2 separate regions of the Zea mays genome follow, and region 1 is linked to region 2. Evidence: chromatin contacts called from public Hi-C data. All regions are on one chromosome and are shown on one strand. The core of a region is the stretch at or near the end of the contact, and the rest is flanking DNA. Distances in the headings are between cores, read along the strand shown. Region 1 holds the start of LOC100191788 (putative pinin_SDK_memA domain family protein). Region 2 holds the start of LOC103625962.

Region 1 (3,676 bases), core at 707-3,206, 230 kb after region 2:
ATAACAATAAGTATGTCACATAATTTTCTACGTGAAGAATGAAGCATTAACACTTTTGTCCCTATATCTTATCTTCTGGTTGTTGTCAAACTAAACTTCAATAAAGCAGTTCATCAGCATCCAAATTCCAGGTTGAAGAAATGACGTAAAGTTGTAAACAAGTCAAAAAAGATCAAATTCAACTTTGGAGAAAGAAAGCAAAAGAACTTGCATATAGACAGGGAAGTTAATATTGAAACAAATAGGTGCTGATCTATGTGAGTTACTTCACTGCATATCAACAAGATAACTCATGGATACAAAACTGAATGTCGCTTCCTGTTTCTAAGTCGCAGAAGGTTAAATCAGCGTAAAGACAAGAGCAGTACCAGCATATGCTTTTGCAGCTTCTCCTGATAGCACCACTAAAAGCTTGCAGATCTCCTTTATATCCTCTGCTTGCATAGTTCCTGATAGCACCAATTGAATGCCCTGCTTGTGTTTGCAACAATGGCAGGAGGTTAGAGGCTATTTGGACTGTTTCGGCAGTAATGTATAAAGATAAATATCTTGTATAAGTATTAGAAGTCGGTATACCAAAAACAATGGTTGGCTTCTGGCTGAGCTGCTTGCTTTTGATCCAGCCCTAGCAGGAGTATATGTAGAGAACAGCAACAAACAAACAAACAAACAGAAATAGTGGTTGCAGAGTAATTATGGTACTTTCAATTGAAGTCACAGGCCTGACATGACCTGATGAACACGATACAGTACTCAACCGCTTTTATAGATCATAGCAGCAGTGATGCTTCACAGTTTCTCTCCCTCCCTCCCAAGAACAGAGGACAGGGAACCCAAATCTGCCCAGATTCCTCCCGTTCCCCCGGCTGCGGACAACTAAAATTTTTGTTCTTTCGCAGGAAAAAAACAAAGGAAAAAAATTCGACGAAAAAAGGGAGGCGTTTCTCTCTCTCTCTCTTTTCACTCTCTGTTCCGAGGCGCCGGAAAACCACTAAAACACCTGGAGCCGGCCCTCGGACGGATCGACGAACGCGGGGGAAATGGAAATCTTCTGGAGGGAAAAAAGGGGAAACTTTTTTGGAGACAAATAGCAGACCACAAGACAACACGTTGAGGAAGCAAGGGAGGGGAATGGACTTGGCTTGACTCACGTCGGGTCATCGGTGTAGGTGCGACCGGACTTGGGTTGACTCATGTCGCGGCTCTGCCTTGGACTATGCGGTGCCGGTGGAGGCCACTGGCGAGGAGACAGCGAAGGCGACGACAACCGTCTCCGTGGCTTGTCCGGCATCCACCGCTGCGACGCCGACCGCGGCGTTCCCTTCTTGCTGTTGCCATTCGGAAGGCGCTGTTCGAGGCCGTAGCCCGGCGCGGGGGCGGTCTTGGCGGACGTGGGGGTGCTGCACGCCGTCGTGGTGGCGGCGAGGAGGCTGTCGAGCTCCCTGAGGCTACCCTGCGCTGCGGCCTCGCTCGGAGGAGGGGTTGCGCGGCAGCTCGAGCGCCCTGCGACCCGCCGGCCTTCTGTCGATATCGTCGGTCTAGGTTGCGTCGGCGGCGAGATCGGAGCTGGGCAGTTAGGTGAGAGAGTAGGTGAGAGAGGGGGCGTGGGGAGGAGGGATGGCGGGTCATCGCCTTACGCCGCCGGATGTCGCGGGTCGCGGAGATGCGCGGCGGTGTAGCGGAGGGGTTCGCGGCAGCGGGCGAGTGGGTCTGAGGGCGTGCGAGATGCGCGGCGGCGGATTTCGCGGCGGGCGGCGGATTTCGCGGCGGGCGTGGGGTTGCGCGGGGGCTGGCAGGCGTGCGGCAGCGTGGGTGGGGGGGGGGGGGCGTTGGGTAGCGGCGGGGGCGGTCTACATTTGGGTCTTAATAGTTGTAGAGATAGGTGACGAATGGAGCTATTTTTCCGTCGGTATGGTATAGTAATAACCCGGTTTGTCATCTCTAGACTAGGGTACCCAAACCCGAGCCGTCGTCCCCAGTGTGGCAGTGTGCCGCTCGACGCGCAGCCAAACCCAAACCCTTCCTCCCTCCCGACGGGCGACGGCGATGGCCGCCGCGACAGAGAAGACGGCTGAGGACATCCGCCGCGAGCTCCAGGAGCTCCAGCGCCAGCACCGCGAGGTACACCTCTTTCTTTGTCCGGCGCATCTCGAAGCCCCGAGCCTCCGTGCCGTCTGCCCTGACCCCCGTGTCGTCCCGTCGCAGATCACCGAGCGCCTGCGCGACCCCCGTGGCCTTCGCCGCGGCGCCCCCGGCCCTGGTCCTGGACCTGGCCCCCCCCGCCCGCTCCGCGGCTTCGTGAGACCCGTGAGCTTCTCACATGCCCCCACTCACTCCTCGTTTCGTTTAATCTATTTGTGTGCGTGCAATACATTTTTTTCAATGTTTATGATGTAGCATGTGGGTGCGGAAGTGGCGGATCAGGCTCCGCAGAAGCGTCGGCTGCTATCGGCCGTAGTTAAGGTATCCTCTATTTTCTCTCTCTTTAATCTCGGTTATGATTGCACAGTTTGTAATGGTCTGTTTGTTGAAACCCTAAAATTATCTCGTTGCTTGCCGTAACAAATGGAGGTTGATGGCGCTGAAAATAATGAAGAAGGCACAAAGGATGCCAATGGGGAGGGGCAAGAGGCGGGTTCAGGTGCCACTGAAGGCAGTGACAGGAGGACTTTCAACACTGGCGGGTTCAGAAGGGACGGGAGCCTGTGGATGCAGAGGAGGGTGGTGAGTACTGACTAGAGCTAAGTGTGGATGTACTGTGGGTTTTCTATTCATTGGGTTATATATGCTTTTGTGGAGCTTACCTTGTTTCGTTTGGTTATAGGACTATAATTCGCTGCCAGAGCCAGCTCCAAGGGAGCTTCCCAGGAATGAGGACCCGAGTTTGGTGAGAAGGAATAAGAGGATGCTGGGGCAGCTTCTTGTCGGTACATTAGAGGTAAAGCAATTCTCTGCACACTGATGAATCTGTACTTCTGCAAGAATGCATATCAACCTAATGTGATAGTTAATTTCTATTTCTGCCTCTAGTATTCCTTGAAAAAAAGTTGATTAGCTTTAACCTGGCCTGTTGGCCAGTGCCCAGTATTAGCAAACCCGCCAGCTGGACATCAACTTAACAAAATACTAAATCCATTTAGTATCTTGTTCCCACAATGTAATATTTATGCCTGCGAGTTTGATATGCACTTATTCCAATCTAAGGAGCTCTGCATTGACATGTTGCTACCTAGCATTACACCCAATTTCCAGGATTTCCTATCTTTCGATGATGGGTGTGCCAGTGCCTTGCACAACTGTCTGGTGTGACTGCTTGTGAAATTTTGCTTACCTTATTATACTCGTCCTTGCAATGCAGAAATTTCAACAAGAGGATAAAAAGCTATCCAACTCTGAGGCTTTTCTGCGCAGATCAGAGACTCAGCGAAAGGTTTGATCACTTTTTCCATCAAAGTTAATGACTGGTATTCAGTAGGGGCTATTTTTATGATGTAATAAGTGCTTTTGTATTGTGATTTTCATATGTGCATAATCTATGATAACATGTCTGGTGTTCCTATGGGCACAGCTTCTTGTGAAATTGTGTACAGACTACAGAGTGCATCTGGCATTTGTTTCTGAATAAACAAAAACGATTTATAACACATAGTATCTACAGGAATGCCAATTTTGATGT
Region 2 (3,960 bases), core at 1,120-3,619:
ATTGTTGTTTACTGGAAAATGATTATTAGTGTAGTTTTTGTCATATGTTTTTTTATTTTTTTATAAAACTTTTCATTTTTTAATTTTTTGGATGAATTAAAAAATGATTGGAAAACTGTTACCGGTCCGGACCGGTTTTTGAGCGGTTTTGAAAATCCTTGGTTGCAACTAAAACTAAATTTTATGCCATAATATTCATGCTGTTATGAACAAATATAAAACTGAGGACTCATGTAAGCATATCTTCAATTTGAGCAATGATCTTATTTAAACTCCTATGTTCTTTCTTCAGTTTTTGTTGTTGTGAAACTGCATCTAAAATGTTGAATAAATCTGTCAATGGGTAGTGTATTCTTTGGTTAAAGTTACTATAATTTTCATCTCTTGACTCATTCTCCCTGAAAGTAGCTTTGTGATCTCATACATTCTAAATTTTACTCGATCGAGGAGTATGTACTACCTCCGTCCTTTTTATTTGACGTTAAATTGTGTAAAATTGAACTACAAAACGTCAAATAAAAAAATGGAGGTTGTAGTGTTTTACTCAGCTACTGAAGAAAAACTCAAGCTTGGCTTTTAGCATCGTGTCGTAAGGAAAAGGAAAGCTCTTCACCTTCAATGGAAGTCGTCTTAATCTCCTTCGCCATTTATGCCTTCATACAGTCGCTCCTACACCACATGGTACCTTTACTGAAATAGCAGCAGTGCAGCACATACGTAGAAACTCCCACCACAATTGCCCTAGTAGCTTCGTTTACAGAAACCAGTGATGCGGAAGCTTCGTTTTGTTTGGCGTGTACTGACAGAAGAATGCGTACAGAGTTATACATGGAATGAACCAAGTTCTTAAACAATAGGAAAATTAGTAATAAGCAGAAAAAATGGCACAACTGCTCACTCGCGTGTAGAGCTAGCCAATGGGGCACTGGCCAACAGGCAACAGCAGTCATCTAGTGCACTACGATTTCTCATTCTGGGTCTCTCGTTCTGTGAAATAGCAGGATCAGTCATCTCGCGTGCACTACGAACTGTAGTCCTTGAATAGCAGGCTCATCTTGTACATTACGCTACGATTTCTCGGTCTTGGAAATAGCATGGCATCATCGGTTATTTAATAATATCTCCATTCTCGAATATTTATCGCGAGCTAGTTTATTTTTAAACTAAAACACGATAAATAAAAAGAACGGAGGAAGTATGTTCTATGGAAAGCCAAACTCTGCCATTGATACACAATGATGAGGATCCATAATAGATGAACTACGTAGATCCAATTCTTAAACCAAACAGTGATATCCTAGATACAAATGACCAACTCTGAATTTATCTTTTATGCCTAATCACCTTTCTATGAAGTATGAATAATGCTTAGCTCTGAATTTATGTCTAATAAATCACCCTTCCATGTTCTTCCGTCCAGAACCACAGTAACACAACTCCAAGTCAAGACAGACTAGGTAGCAAACAAACTCACTTAACAAATATCACACGATCTTGCACGCTGCAGACGACGCCTCCTCGCAGTCGCAGGTGACCTCGATCTTTGGGTACTGCCTCAACGGCAGCCCTTCGTAGCACGGCGGGTGGTCCACGAACTGGCAACGGCAGCCGTAGCCGTAGCCGTAGCCTCCACACCCGCATATGCACATACCGCAGCAGCACGGCGGAGCAGGAGCCGGCCCGGGCGGTTTCGACGGCATGGCTGGTCGTTGCGGCGTGAGCTTCAGTTCTGCCGCCACGAGCTGGATGTCCCTGATCACACAGCCCGCCTTGCGCCGGAGCTTGCAGGGGAGCACCAGCGGGTCGAAGGCTCCCGAGATCGTCACCGTCCCGGACACCTCGTCGAAGGAAATCGCCCGGATGTCCTCGGTTTCTGCCAGCACGCGCGCGCGCAAGACTCAAGAGGGGGGAGTTAAAGAGCTTTTCGATCACGATTCACAAGCACAGGACGACGATATAGATGCTGAATCGACCGGGAGGCAAGGCAAGTGATTATCACCTTGCAGCTTGCACACGGTCTTCCGGATCCTGGTGAAGCAGCGGCAGCAGCCATGGTTGAGTGTGACGACCAGCGTGGACACCTGCGTGATGATACTATAATAGATTACTCTGCGCGTGTTGGTGCAAGTGATACTAGCTAGTAGCCAAATAAACCAAAATCACTGCAAACACAGATGATCGTCAAATCAAGTAGATAAACAATGCAGGAGACGCTCAACAACAAGGAACAACGCTGAGATTGATCGGAGGTAGAGAAGAAGGCAGAACCTTCTCTGCCATGTGTGCTCTTTCTGGTTCTGGAGAATATGGTGATGATGTACTTCAAGGGGAGGAGTAGAACTAGAATACCGTATTTATACCTCCACTAGCACCCGTGGGCCGTGGTCTGTGGAGCTGTGGAAGGATACCTGGATAGTCAATGTTCATGGGCCGGTATTTATGTGTGGCTACACTTACTTGGGCCGAATCATGTTAGGGCTTGACTAGTTAAACTTACAATATAGCTATTAAAAAGCTCAAATTACTCACGTGATTGCTACGGTTTTTTATGTATAAGTAGATTTTGATTTAATAGAAAACATAAAAATATGTGTGTTATATTGATTAGATATGTGTAAATATATATAATCAACAGCCAAGGTTTGATCCTCATTTATACATAATTTTATCTTTATCTTTGCATAAAGTGGACAAGAGGGTGACACACGACGGACGCATAAGTGAATTGATGCTCTATATAGTAGGGATTGCCTATATAACTTCCTAAATCAATATTTATAACAAAACTGCCTAATTAATCTACATACAAATTACTTGACTATTTTAGTTTATTTGATCTACCTCTTAATAGGATATCCCAATTTGAGTTTAAAGTTCAAATTTTGTACGTTAAAAAAATAAGTTATAGATATTTTGCCATCATTTTTTATTGGCTAGGACATCTAATATCATTTAATTCTAATGAAGATTATGTTGCACGCTAGCTATCATCCCATAAAAATGATCTTAAATATCAACTTACTCGAGGGGAGGAAAAAGAGAATTGTTTTGTAATAGTAGATTGGACGTAGAACCATGAAAATTGGTGTTTTACATAGTAGATGTTGGGGACCTTCGGCATCCGAAGGTCCTCAAAAACAGGATTTAATAGTGTTTCTGGAGTATAATGTGTGAACAGGTATCTTCGGACTCGAGTCAGGCATCACTATAGACCAGAATAATACGAAGGTTGGTGAAGCGCCGAAGGTGCAAGCAGGAAAGCTTCAGCGAGACAGCAGCAGTTGAAACCGACTTAAGGATGAAAAGGCTATTAAGACCTCGACAGAGTTCTATATGTTTATTATCAAGTGTAAAGGGCATTAATGTAATTTTGTACGGGCTGCGTCCCGTGTCTATAAATAGGTGAACAGTACTCCCGTACCGTTCACGCTGACTTGGCATTCGCTTTTTGCGTCACGCTTGTATTGTCAACTCATTCCGATTGAAGGTACACTTGTAACTCAGCGGTATTTCTGTTTATACTTAATAATAATAATACATAATTATTAATGTTCTCTTTTATATCCTTTATACTCCATCCTCCGTCATTGTTTAATAAATTTATGAAGGTACGTCCTTCGTAACCTTCGTCCGTAAACCATTATATCCTAAGGGAAATAATGCTTCGGAGGACGAAGGACCTTAATGATTAACATCTTTCTATGTTGCCTTGTTCTTAACTCATAGCATTTGAGAACAAGTCTCCAACATTGGCGCCCACCTCCGGTGAACCCACTTCCACTCAGTTTTTTGAGCATTTTCGGCAATCATAAACCTTCGTCATGGCGCCGAAGAAGGCTTCAGCGACTGGGACTACAGCTCTACAACCACTGGACCACAATCAGGAGACAGTCTCCCTGCGGGAGGCCCGAAGCCAGAAAAGGAAGGCTGTCAGCCCGACACCACCAGAGGACGAGATAG

Evidence for each region. Hi-C and Micro-C count contacts between places; a contact is called where the count stands out from the background.
Region 1: a contact with region 2 is called in a Hi-C map of leaf, with 5 times the contacts expected there. The contact joins the promoter of LOC100191788 here to the promoter of LOC103625962 in region 2. A contact is called at or near these places in 3 of 25 Hi-C or Micro-C datasets (ear and leaf).

The regions. Positions count from the first base shown.
Region 1 is chr5:12,802,516-12,806,191 of Zm-B73-REFERENCE-NAM-5.0, forward strand. It overlaps LOC100191788 (putative pinin_SDK_memA domain family protein), which reads left to right and starts at 1,957. Exons shown (of 11, transcript NR_163963.1): 1 at 1,957-2,121; 2 at 2,206-2,307; 3 at 2,398-2,463; 4 at 2,572-2,724; 5 at 2,825-2,938; 6 at 3,359-3,430.
Region 2 is chr5:12,572,352-12,576,311 of Zm-B73-REFERENCE-NAM-5.0, forward strand. It overlaps LOC103625962, which reads right to left and starts at 2,370. Exons shown (of 3, transcript XM_008646361.2): 1 at 2,269-2,370; 2 at 2,000-2,081; 3 at 1,201-1,873. The coding sequence starts at 2,280. The coding sequence ends at 1,485.